Regions from separate parts of the Sus scrofa genome. Here region 1 is linked to region 2. The links are chromatin contacts, called in public HiChIP or PLAC-seq maps. All regions are on one chromosome and are shown on one strand. Each heading gives the region's core, a stretch centred on a gene start, on an enhancer-like site or on the middle of the called end of the contact. The rest is flanking DNA. Distances are from core to core; before and after follow the strand shown.

What was found. HiChIP or PLAC-seq counts read pairs in DNA pulled down with a chosen protein or histone mark.
Region 1: a contact with region 2 is called in an H3K27ac HiChIP or PLAC-seq map of alveolar macrophages. The contact joins the enhancer-like site here to the promoter of DIP2B in region 2. A contact is called at or near these places in 2 of 5 promoter capture datasets (fetal liver and liver), 35 of 47 Hi-C or Micro-C datasets (adipocytes, adipose tissue, alveolar macrophages and 17 more) and 2 of 2 datasets of contacts at active chromatin or transcription factors (alveolar macrophages and skeletal muscle).

Annotation. Positions count from the first base shown.
Region 1 is chr5:16,477,684-16,482,758 of Sscrofa11.1, reverse strand. The region is part of intron 1 of DIP2B (disco-interacting protein 2 homolog B); the gene reads right to left. Among named protein-coding and RNA genes, the nearest start is that of DIP2B, 110 kb to the right of the region's middle. Within about 2 kb of position 3,693, at least 10 of the 83 cell types and tissues checked have an H3K27ac peak or open chromatin away from gene starts, as enhancers often do. A contact at or near this core is called in alveolar macrophages, where this site is marked.
Region 2 is chr5:16,369,245-16,374,285 of Sscrofa11.1, reverse strand. It overlaps DIP2B (disco-interacting protein 2 homolog B), which reads right to left and starts at 1,259. Exons shown (of 39, transcript XM_021091658.1): 1 at 1,006-1,259. The coding sequence starts at 1,105.

The DNA of each region.
Region 1 (5,075 bases), core at 2,444-4,943, 110 kb before region 2:
TGGTGTTGTCACTGCAGTGGCTTGGGTCACTGCTGTGGCGCAGGTCTGATCCCTGGGCTAGGAACTTCCACATACTGCAGGCTCGGCCAAAAAAAAAGTAAAAATTTAGCATAAAAAGTAATTTAAATATTCAAACCTACAACATTTATTACTTATTTTATAGTCAACCTTAGGGAAAAAGCCTACTTTGATGGACACAGAAATCTGAAATCCCGAGGGGTGAATGTCATCTATGTTGGCCTCAGCATCTGACTGATGGAGCGGATGGTGATGGAAAGGCTTTAGCAGGGAAGTAACATTCGCAGATCACAGAGCACATTAAGTCACTTTCTCCAAAGAAAATGGGATCAAGGATAGAAGCCAGAGACACTAGTTCTTGCCCCAATGCCACTACAATCATCTGGGCAAGTTAATAAGAGCTTATATTAAAGAGAGGGAGAAGGATGAAAAGCAGTGAGTAGATTAAGAGAGAGACTAGGGAGGAAGAGTGGATAGGATTTGATGACTGGTTCAGTGTGGAGTGGAGAAAACTTCTGGCCTGGCTTGACCAGGCAGTTACCATGATATTTTCTGACAGAGAAACACAGCAAAAAGTATGTGTTTGGGAGTTCCCTGATGCTCAGGGGTTAAGGATTCAGCATTGTCACTGAATCAGTTACTAGCTGTCACTGGCTCCAGTTACTGCTGTGGCAAAGGTTCAATCCCTGGTCGGGAACTTCCGCATGCTGCACATATGGAAAAAAAAAAAAAAAAAAGTGTTATGTTTGGAGTTTCTGTCATGGCTCAGCAGTTAACAAACCCAACACTAGGATCCATGAGGATGCAGGTTCCATCCCTGGCCTCACTCAGTGGGTTAAGGATCCGACGTTGCTATGGCTGTGGCGTAGGCCAGCATCTGTAGCTCCAATTTGACCCCTAGCCTGGGAACTTCCATATGCCTCGGGTGTGGCCCTAAAAAGCAGAAAAAAAGAAAAAAAAAAAAAAGGTATATGTTTGGTGGGTTGAAGAAGACAAAGAGTTGAGCTTAGGAAAGGCCTATGAGACATATAAGAAGAGATGTCCAATCAACAGCTGGCTACATGGATCTAGAACTTCAGAAAGAGATATAGCTTTGGCATGTTCAGGATACAGTTGAAAAATAAATTGATACAATCTCTGGAGTAATTTGGCAATTTCTATCAAAATTTTAATTCACCAACTGCACTTCTAAGAATTATTCAAAGACAAAATTCACAGAGGTACACAAAAATCAACATGAGAATATTCTCTGACCCATTCTTTGTAATGGAAAAACTGGAAGGGCTGTAGATGCTTATATTACAGACCATCTGTATCAGTGGCTTTCAACTAGGAATGACTCTTCCCTCCAGGGGACAACTGACCATGTATGTCTGGGGACATTTTCGTCACAACTAGAGGAGGGGGTGCTACTGGCACCTAAGGGATAGAGGGCAGGATGCTAAGCATCGTGCAACCACAGGACAGGCCCAGACAGGGAATTATCCAGTTCAAAATGTCAACAGTGTTGAGGACGAGAAACCCTGATCCACACAATATTATGCACCTGTTCCAAAAGTACTGGCTCAGGAAGCTGCCTAAAATCTATTAAGGATAAGAGGCAAGTTGCAGAACAGTGGGTGTAACAGGATCTAATTGTGTGAGATAATTACATATATAGTAATAGGTATGTTTGCATATATAGAGAAAATAATCCAGAATGTTATATCTATACAATTTATTATTGGGGGAAATGAGATTATGGGGGTTTTCATTTGTTTTATATACTTTAATAGAGTTTGATTTAAAAAAAAAAAAAAGCCAAGCCTGAATGACCTGCATAATCTAAACAATCAAGTTTTTTTTTCTTGTTAAGAACGAATGGTTCAATAGACATATATTTGTTAACATGGTCACATTATAAAAGGAAGGAAAGAAGGCAGGATATTGAAGAGTTTACACAGTTTAGACATATTCAATTTTTAGAATAACAATATTTTAGACATACCTTATACATAAGAGAATTCTGCATTTGTATACACCAAAATATTAACAGTGGTCAGCTATGGCTTGCAAGATTATAGGTTGGTTTTAGCTTGCCTTTTTTTTTTTTTTTTTCATTTTTGCTTGCCTGTATTTTCTAATTTTTCTACAATGAGCATCCATTATTTCAAGAAACAATAAACATTTTAAGACTGCAATCATGACTATTTAGTAGACCATACAGATTTAATCACAATGACCCTTCTTCATCTCTATTTTTCTAGTGAAATAAGAGAAACCCACAGTGCATTTTTGGAAATAAAAACCAAGCCTTGTCAAATTAGCAAACTAAAGAGTTTAGGTAATCCCTAACAGTGCAGAAAACTAACAGAGATGCAGGAGCCTATCAAGGAAACCTTCCTTAGAGACAGGAAATTATGTCTTTTATTGCAAAAGAATAAAGCATTCTCCATTTCCCACTTATAAGCTCCCCGACCTCCACTCCACTCCACACTCCACACACACACACACACACACACACACACACACACACACACATGCTCCCCACTCCCTGAAGGGCAGCACTGCTGGCTCAGAACACATCTGATAAAGTCAAAGGCCTTTAAAAGCTTTTTCAGTGCTTAGAGGGCTCACTGACACTGTTCACTATAAAGCGTCGTCGTGGGACAAACCGCTAGACTTGTTATCTTGAACATCAACTACCGACCACCTCGGGTTTCGAAACAAGTCAAAGAATTTGGAGTTCCCGTCACGGCTCAGCGGAAACAAATCCAACCAGGAACCATGAGGTTTTGGGTTCGATCCCTGGCCTTGCTCAGTGGGTTGAGGATCCGGCATTGCCGTGAGCTGTGGTGTAGATCGCAGACGCAGCTCGGATCCCATGTTGCTGTGGCACAGGCTGGCAGCTATAGCTCTGATTAGACCCCTAGCCTGCGAACCTCCATATGCCTCGGGTGTGGCCCTAAAAAAGAAAAAAAAAAAAAAAAAAAAGAAAAAAATCAATTAAAAGAATCTAATTCAGCCATGACAATTAGCTCCATTCATTCCATAAACAAGCAGATACTAAAGAGACCTAGGAGAAGACACTCTGCAAAGAGATGTGAGGACTACAGTGATGTCACCTACAAATATCCCCCTCCCTTTTCTCTGAGTACAAGACCCTGCTCAAAAGTCACCTCCTCTGTGATGCTGGCCACCACTTGATGGTCACTTCCTCCTGGTGCCCCTACAACTCTGCATACCCTTCCATGATGGCACTTAGCACATCACTGGTATTTTAATGATCTGTTTACACATCTGTGTCCTTACTACATTGTGCACTTGAAGGCAGCTACTGTGTCTTATTCATCTCTGTAGCCCGCCTACAGCCTGGCACGACAGACACTTGAATGAGTGCTGGATGAATTGGTAAAATGAAGGCAGTGAGAGAACAATAAATCAGAAAGACATGCGTGCTCAGGTGGAAAACTGGAAATGGGAGAAAAAGAGATCTTTACGTCAGCAGAAGCTAGAACACCCAAGGAGAGCAATTTAGTGAACCAAAAGTTTACTGAAACCCGACAGCTAGACCTCAAAGGTGGCCAGAAAAGCAAGAGAGGAATAGTACATAAATCGCTGGGCACTAAGAGCGAAGGGACTCCACCAGATAGCCAGAGAGCAGGACCAGACAGAAAGAACTCCGTTATTTCACGTGACCGGATGTGTTACCCACACCGCTGTCACTGCCTCCTACAGCCTGTGTCTCAGCATTCCCACCACCTGCAGTTAAGCACTTTTCACCGCACTAAAGCTGTGCTTTCTAAATTTGCCCAATTTTTAAGAATCATCTTAGGAACTTTGTAAAAATACAAATTCCCAGGCGCCTCCCATGAAGATTCTGAGTCACTAAGTCTGGATTGAGACCCAGATACCCGCATTTCTAACAGGTGCCTTCCAATAAGGCTTAAAAATCAGGAAGTTTGCAAACGGCTGCACTGGAGAATCCTGTCTGGAGTGTGCTGGGCGGTTCTGCTGACTTAAAGCCAGAAGGACACTAGAGGAGAAGGTTGTCTCGGCGACACGGCCTCCGGGGAGAACACGGAGCCTCCTGAGCTCACAGACACAAGTCACACCACAGGCATTCTTACTCACAACAGATTTTTTGCCATCTGGCACATAAAATGAAAAGGAGTGCCATAACTATACCTGTATAAAATTTGCATTAAATGGCACAGAGCTAAGTTAAACCTGTTGTTCAAGTTTTTTGAGAACTAAACAAATATGGGGAGGATTAGCCTTCCCCTCCCACTAGGGTAACATATTGCTCCACCCAAGAGAACACTTAGAAAAGTAGCCACCTCCTGGGGTCTGCAGCACCTGGCAGGTGTGAAGGCACCTAGCCTGATAAGATAGGGACCCAAGAGTCCAGCCCTAAGCCGTTGGAGACCCAAGGGCCCTGAGATGGTCTAGCTGCTTCAGCACCACCACATCTGACAGCTGATACCATACCTACCGAAGTTACATGTGGGGGGCGGAACAGAAAGGACATCCGTTCCCAATGCCTCTCTTTGCCACCTGGGACCAATGAAAACAGCCTGGCACAGGCGGCCCTCAGATCATCTCCAGACAGGCTGCCAGAGGGGCTGGAAGGGGGTGTGTGTGAGCCCCCCAGCCAACCTGAGCCTCTTAAAGGTCAGCAATGACAGGAGGAATAGTCCCACAGGTGGGTGAGCCGGTCGGGGAGTGTGTATTTACACTGGGGGGTGGCACCTACTGTGGTTTGGAACCTAAGAGCTAAACACAGCCATGCCTGGAGCACAGACTTACCGCTTCTGGGCCATCTGACTCCAGACAAGTTGCCCTTACCTTCTTGATAAGCCTTGGCTTCCATGTCTGAAAATGGGGAATAATAATACCTACTTTGCAACGTTCTTATTTGTGATTAAAAATACTTAGCGTGGGCTCTGGGCTATCGAAAGTTCCAATATCCACAAACAATTACTGAAGCCTCCTTTGCTGGCTGATGGGAGCAGGGGCGGGCAACTATGTTTAAAGAGAGGGGACAAGGCAAACAAGCATGACAAATATTCTACAGC
Region 2 (5,041 bases), core at 10-2,509:
TCAGAGGCAGCCTGTGATAAAAACAGGAACTTTATGGAGAACTGATCACAACTGCACAAGAAGCCTGATCACATGCCCACAACAGAGCAACGTTTCTCTCATTGCCGTCCAGGGACTTCTCCAAGAATAGTGGCTCGATTTATTCCATTCTTTTAATTCTCAAAACCAATCCAAGCCTCCTGGTAACAATCCATTGTCAAAAGAAAGCCGGTGCCGGTCAGGATTTGCATGTAACCGGGAGCCACCTCTCTCCTCTCTTCAAAGACTCCAAAAGGTGGATTAGATGCGGAAAATTCAGTCCGAATACAGGCAAGCAGGAAAAAATCTTTATGACAAAGGTGGTCTAAAAGCAGCCCCGGTGTCTCTCTCTGGGTTAAGGCCACAGCTTCTGGCCTCCCTAGGACCCTCAACGGCCCACCCTGCTTCCACCTCACTCCTGTCACGGGGGAGGCATCTCGCATTGTTAAAGAAGGAAGAAGAAATGCTGCGGATTTCCCCTGTGTCTTTCTCATTTGCTGAAGGGGGGAAGGGGAGCTGAAACAGGCGTGGGGCCCTCCCCTCGAAAAGGGGAGAGGAGGACTGGAGAAGGCTGTCAGCCACCCTGCTGGTGGCCTCACTCCCACCCCGCCCCCACCGTGCCCCGACGCCCCGGCAGGAGCGGGAGGGCTCAGCTTTGTCTCGGGTTTTGGGGGGCAGGGAGCGCAGCAGCAGCCCGGGCCGGGGAAGGACCTCTCCCCCCAAGCCCCTCCTCACCCCCGCCCAGGGAACACAATGAACTACGCGGAAATCCACTGCCCAGGGTGGGAGCGGAGAGAAGCGACCCCTCAGAGCCCCGGCCAGATTTCCGGAACCCTCCTCCCCTCCGCCCGCGCCACCACCAGGGCGCGCGGCGGGGACCTGGTCTCCCCTTCCAGCGATCCGCAGCGGCGCCCGGGCGCCTGCCCGACCCCCCGACCGCCCAACCCGACCCCCGGCCAGGCTCCCCACCCCCGGCCCGGCTCCTACCCTCCGAGAGCTCCAGCTCCAGCTCCGCCAGCTGCGCCCGCACTTCGGGCGGCAGTGCTGCCACCGCAGCCGGCGCCGGCTCCAGGCCTCGCTCCGCCATCCCGGCTCTGCCAGCCACACTCCGGAAGACAAGCGAGCGGGCCGAAGGAGGGACGGACTGACGCGGGCCCACACCCCGGCTACAGGATCCGGCTCCGGCCGCCGAGCGCCGCCAGCGCCGCCGCTGCCGCCGCCGCCATGAGCGAGGGTCACGTGAGCGCGACGGCCCCGCCCCCGGGCCGAGGACTCTCCGCCTCCGCAGCCCAGTCATGCTGAGGACCCGCGGGCTGACGGCGCCCTCTACTGGGAGACTTCTGAAACGACGCGTCTAAACCCGTCCCCCAGATTTCTCCCAGGCGAAATGGGCTCACCGTGTTGATGTCGATGTGAACAAGTAGTGTTTACCTTTTACAGACTCTCAAGCAAGGCGTTTTCAGGGGCCCTAGGTCTTGCTTTTTCAAGTTATCCTCACTTAGTAGTGCATGCCGTTGTCTCGTCCCTTCCTCCGTTCCCCCCGATTGACACCTGACCCTTTATAAGGACTTGAATGCAGGCCAGTTCTTTCACTGGGGCTTCCCCATCCCATTTACCCTGAGCTCCTTGTTTCTATTTCAGTTCTAGCATTTAAGGCAAAGGAGGGAGAATCCGCCTCCTCCCGCCTAGACTTCTAATCACTTGCGAGAGGAAAATTTTTTCTTTCTGTTATTATCCAACTGGGCGTATGACTTAATAAGTGTTCTAAAAGTATTAATATTTTAATTCAATGTAAGGATCCAGACACCTGTGTGTTTTCACCAGGAGCTACTGGGACAGATGCCTTAAATTGTCATCCATAGTCTTTCTTTAATAGTATTGAACTTTTTTTCAATGCCAAAACTCCCCTGCACAATTTGAGGGAATTCCAGTGTTTTCCCTTCCCTTCCTTGTGGATTCAAAACTGATCCTCTGAGAGTAAGACCTCAGCATCTATTCTCTAGTAGTTTCCAGACAGAATTATATCATTCATAGGCTGAAAAAGGAAAAAAAAATTAAGTCGAGAAAAGAATTTCAGGTTGAAAAAAAGGAATGTGACATCATGGCTGATTAAAAAGTAGGCTGGGGAGTTCCAGTTGTGGCTCAGTGGTTAATGAATCCGACTAGGAACCATGAGGTTGCGGGTTCGATCCCTGATCTTGCTCAGTGGGTTAAGGATCCGGCGTGGCCATAAGCTGTGGTGTAGGTCTCAGACACGGCTCTGACCCTGAGTTGCTGTAGCTGTGGTGTAGGCTGGCGGCTGCAGCTCTGATTAGACCCCTAGCCTGGGAACCTCCAGATGCTATGGGAGCGGCCCAAGAAATGGCAAAAAGACAAAAATAAATAAATAAATAATAAAAAGTAGGCTGCAGTTTCCTTTTAACTGCAGCAATGTAAGGAGAATCTGTGGAATAGATGTGTATGTCCTCTGGTTTACGTGAGGACTATAGCAAATTTTTTTTTTTTTTTTTTGTCTTTTTGCCATTTCTTGGGCCTCTCCCACGGCATATGGAGGTTCCCAGGCTAAGGGTCTAATCAGAGCTGTAGCTGCCAGCCTATGCCAGAGCCACACAGCAACGCCAGATCCGAGCTGCATCTGTGACCTCCACCACAGCTCACGGCAACACCGGATCCTTAACCCACTGAGCAAGGGCAGGGATTGAACCTGCAACCTCATGGTTCCTAGTCGGATTCGTTAACCATTGCGTCACGACGGGAACTCCAGCAATTTTTCAATGGTTGACATTCCTCTCATCAAAAAGCAAGGGCTATGTCCCCTCCCCTGAATCTGAATGGACTTCTGACTGCCTTGACCAATAGAGTATGGGACAAATGATACCACGTGACTTCTGAGGTTAAGTCCTAGAAAGGCACACAGCTTCTCCTGGTTCTCTTGGTTCTCCCTCTACAGAGACCCCCTTTCAGGACCCTCCCTCCCAGGGCACGCTCTCCGAGGACCCAGCAGCCATGCAGGGAGCCAGCCATATAGAAGGCCATGTTAGGTGCTCTGCTCAACTGCTCCAGCTAAGTCCAGCCTTTTAGCCATGTAGCCTAGGGTAGAGAACTTCCAGATGCTTCCAGCCCATGAACCTTTAAGTCTTCCCAGCTGAGGTCCCAAACAATGTGGAGCAAAGACAACTGGTCTCTGAGGTGCCCTTTCCAGATTCCTGTGAACATAATAAAATGGGCATCCTTTCATGCCACTGCTGGGCGGGTTTGTTACACAGCAGTAGACTACTTACTACAAGCAGGGCCTTAGCAGGTTTCTTGTTTACCCTCTCAATGGCCCTCTCTGTATTTTTAAAAAATTTATTTATTTTATTTTTAGGGCTGCATGTGTGGAATATGGAAATTCCTGGGCTAGGGGTCGAGTTGGGGCTGTGGCTGCCAACCTACACCGCAGCTCACAGCATTGCCAGATGCTTAACGCACTGAGCGAGGCTGGAGACGGAACCCATGTCCTCATGGATACGAGTCAGGTTCGTTACTGCTGAGCCACAATGGGAATTCCCTCTCTGTTTTTTTCTCAGGACAGCATACCAACCCCTATTGAGGCTGAATATGCCAAATACTCACTTTTGCACCCTCCTTGGCAGGTGTGTGAGCCACTGAGGAAACTATGGAAGGGGAGCGGGCTGAGAAAGATTTTCCTTCCTGATGAGAGATGCACAAGGAGAGAATGTCTCTTCACTTCCTTCCTGTCCTTGGATGCTGTCCTGTCCAGGGTACCAGCAGTCACCTTGGCACTGTAAAGAGAGAGCTAAGAGAAGTGAAGAGACATTACCTAGAACCTGCCAGAATTGATCTGCTGAAATAGCAAACCCTGGAACCACCACCCATAGTGGACTTCTCCTTTCTGTTATATGAGAAAATAGGTTTAAACCTTTTTTTTTTTTTTTTTTTTTTTGGTTTCTTTGTCTTTCTTAGGTTAGGGCTGTTCCTGTGGCATATGGAAGTTCACAGGCCAGGGGTCCAATTGGAGCTGTAGCCGCCGGCCTACACCACAGCCACAGCAACATGGGATCCGAGCCGCGTCTGCGACCTACACCACAGCTCATGGCAACGCTGGATCCCTAACCCACTGAGCAAGGCTAGGGATCGAACCCACGTCCTCATGAATGTTAGTCGGGTTCATTAACCACTAAGCCAAGACAGGAACTCCTAGGTTTAAACCTTTTTGATTGGTTATTCTGCTATTTACAGTCTAAAGCTTCCCCTCTGGTACTGAATTTATTACCAAAAAAAAAAAAAAAAAAAGGTGTATTACAGGTGAGCAAAATGTGAAATGGCCAAGTGCAATGGCAAAATGTCTAATAGATTATTATAACACACATCACATATAGACTGGGATTGCTTTGTTAGGGGAAATGACCAGAAAAATTTAGGATCCGTGGGGGATGGTGAGTTGACTACTTGATGTGGGCTTCAGTAAATTCATACAAGAGATAAACAGTCTAAAGGTGTCCCAACTGAGGACGGGGGGAGGTTTGGCTTCAATAAGAAGTTTTTCAGGGTATAGTCAGTCCAGGTTGACAGGGATGACAGAGTGAAGCTTTGTTGGCTTGGGGAAGCCAACTTCTTCTATGCCTAAATTAAAGCTAAAATAAACAGAAGCAAGAACATGAAAAAATTAACAGGTGGTAAAATTGAGAAGATTGGGGCTCTAGACCTCTGAAGGACCTCAGGACCTTTCATTAAACAGTCTGGGTCTGATAAAGGAGTAAATTTAACAATGAATACAACAAGCTTGGTTGGAAAGATTAGATAAGTGTGGGTTTCTTCCCCTGAGGTTTTTAGTTTCAAGTTGTTTCAAGAAACACAACTTGGAGTTCCTGTTGTGGCTCAGGGGGTTAAGAACCAGATTAGTATCCATGAGGATGCAGGTTTGATCCCTGGCCTCACTCAGTGGATTAAAGGATCTGGCATAGCCACAAGCTACAGCGTAGGTTGCTGTGGCTGTGGTGTAGGCTGGCAGCTGCAGCTG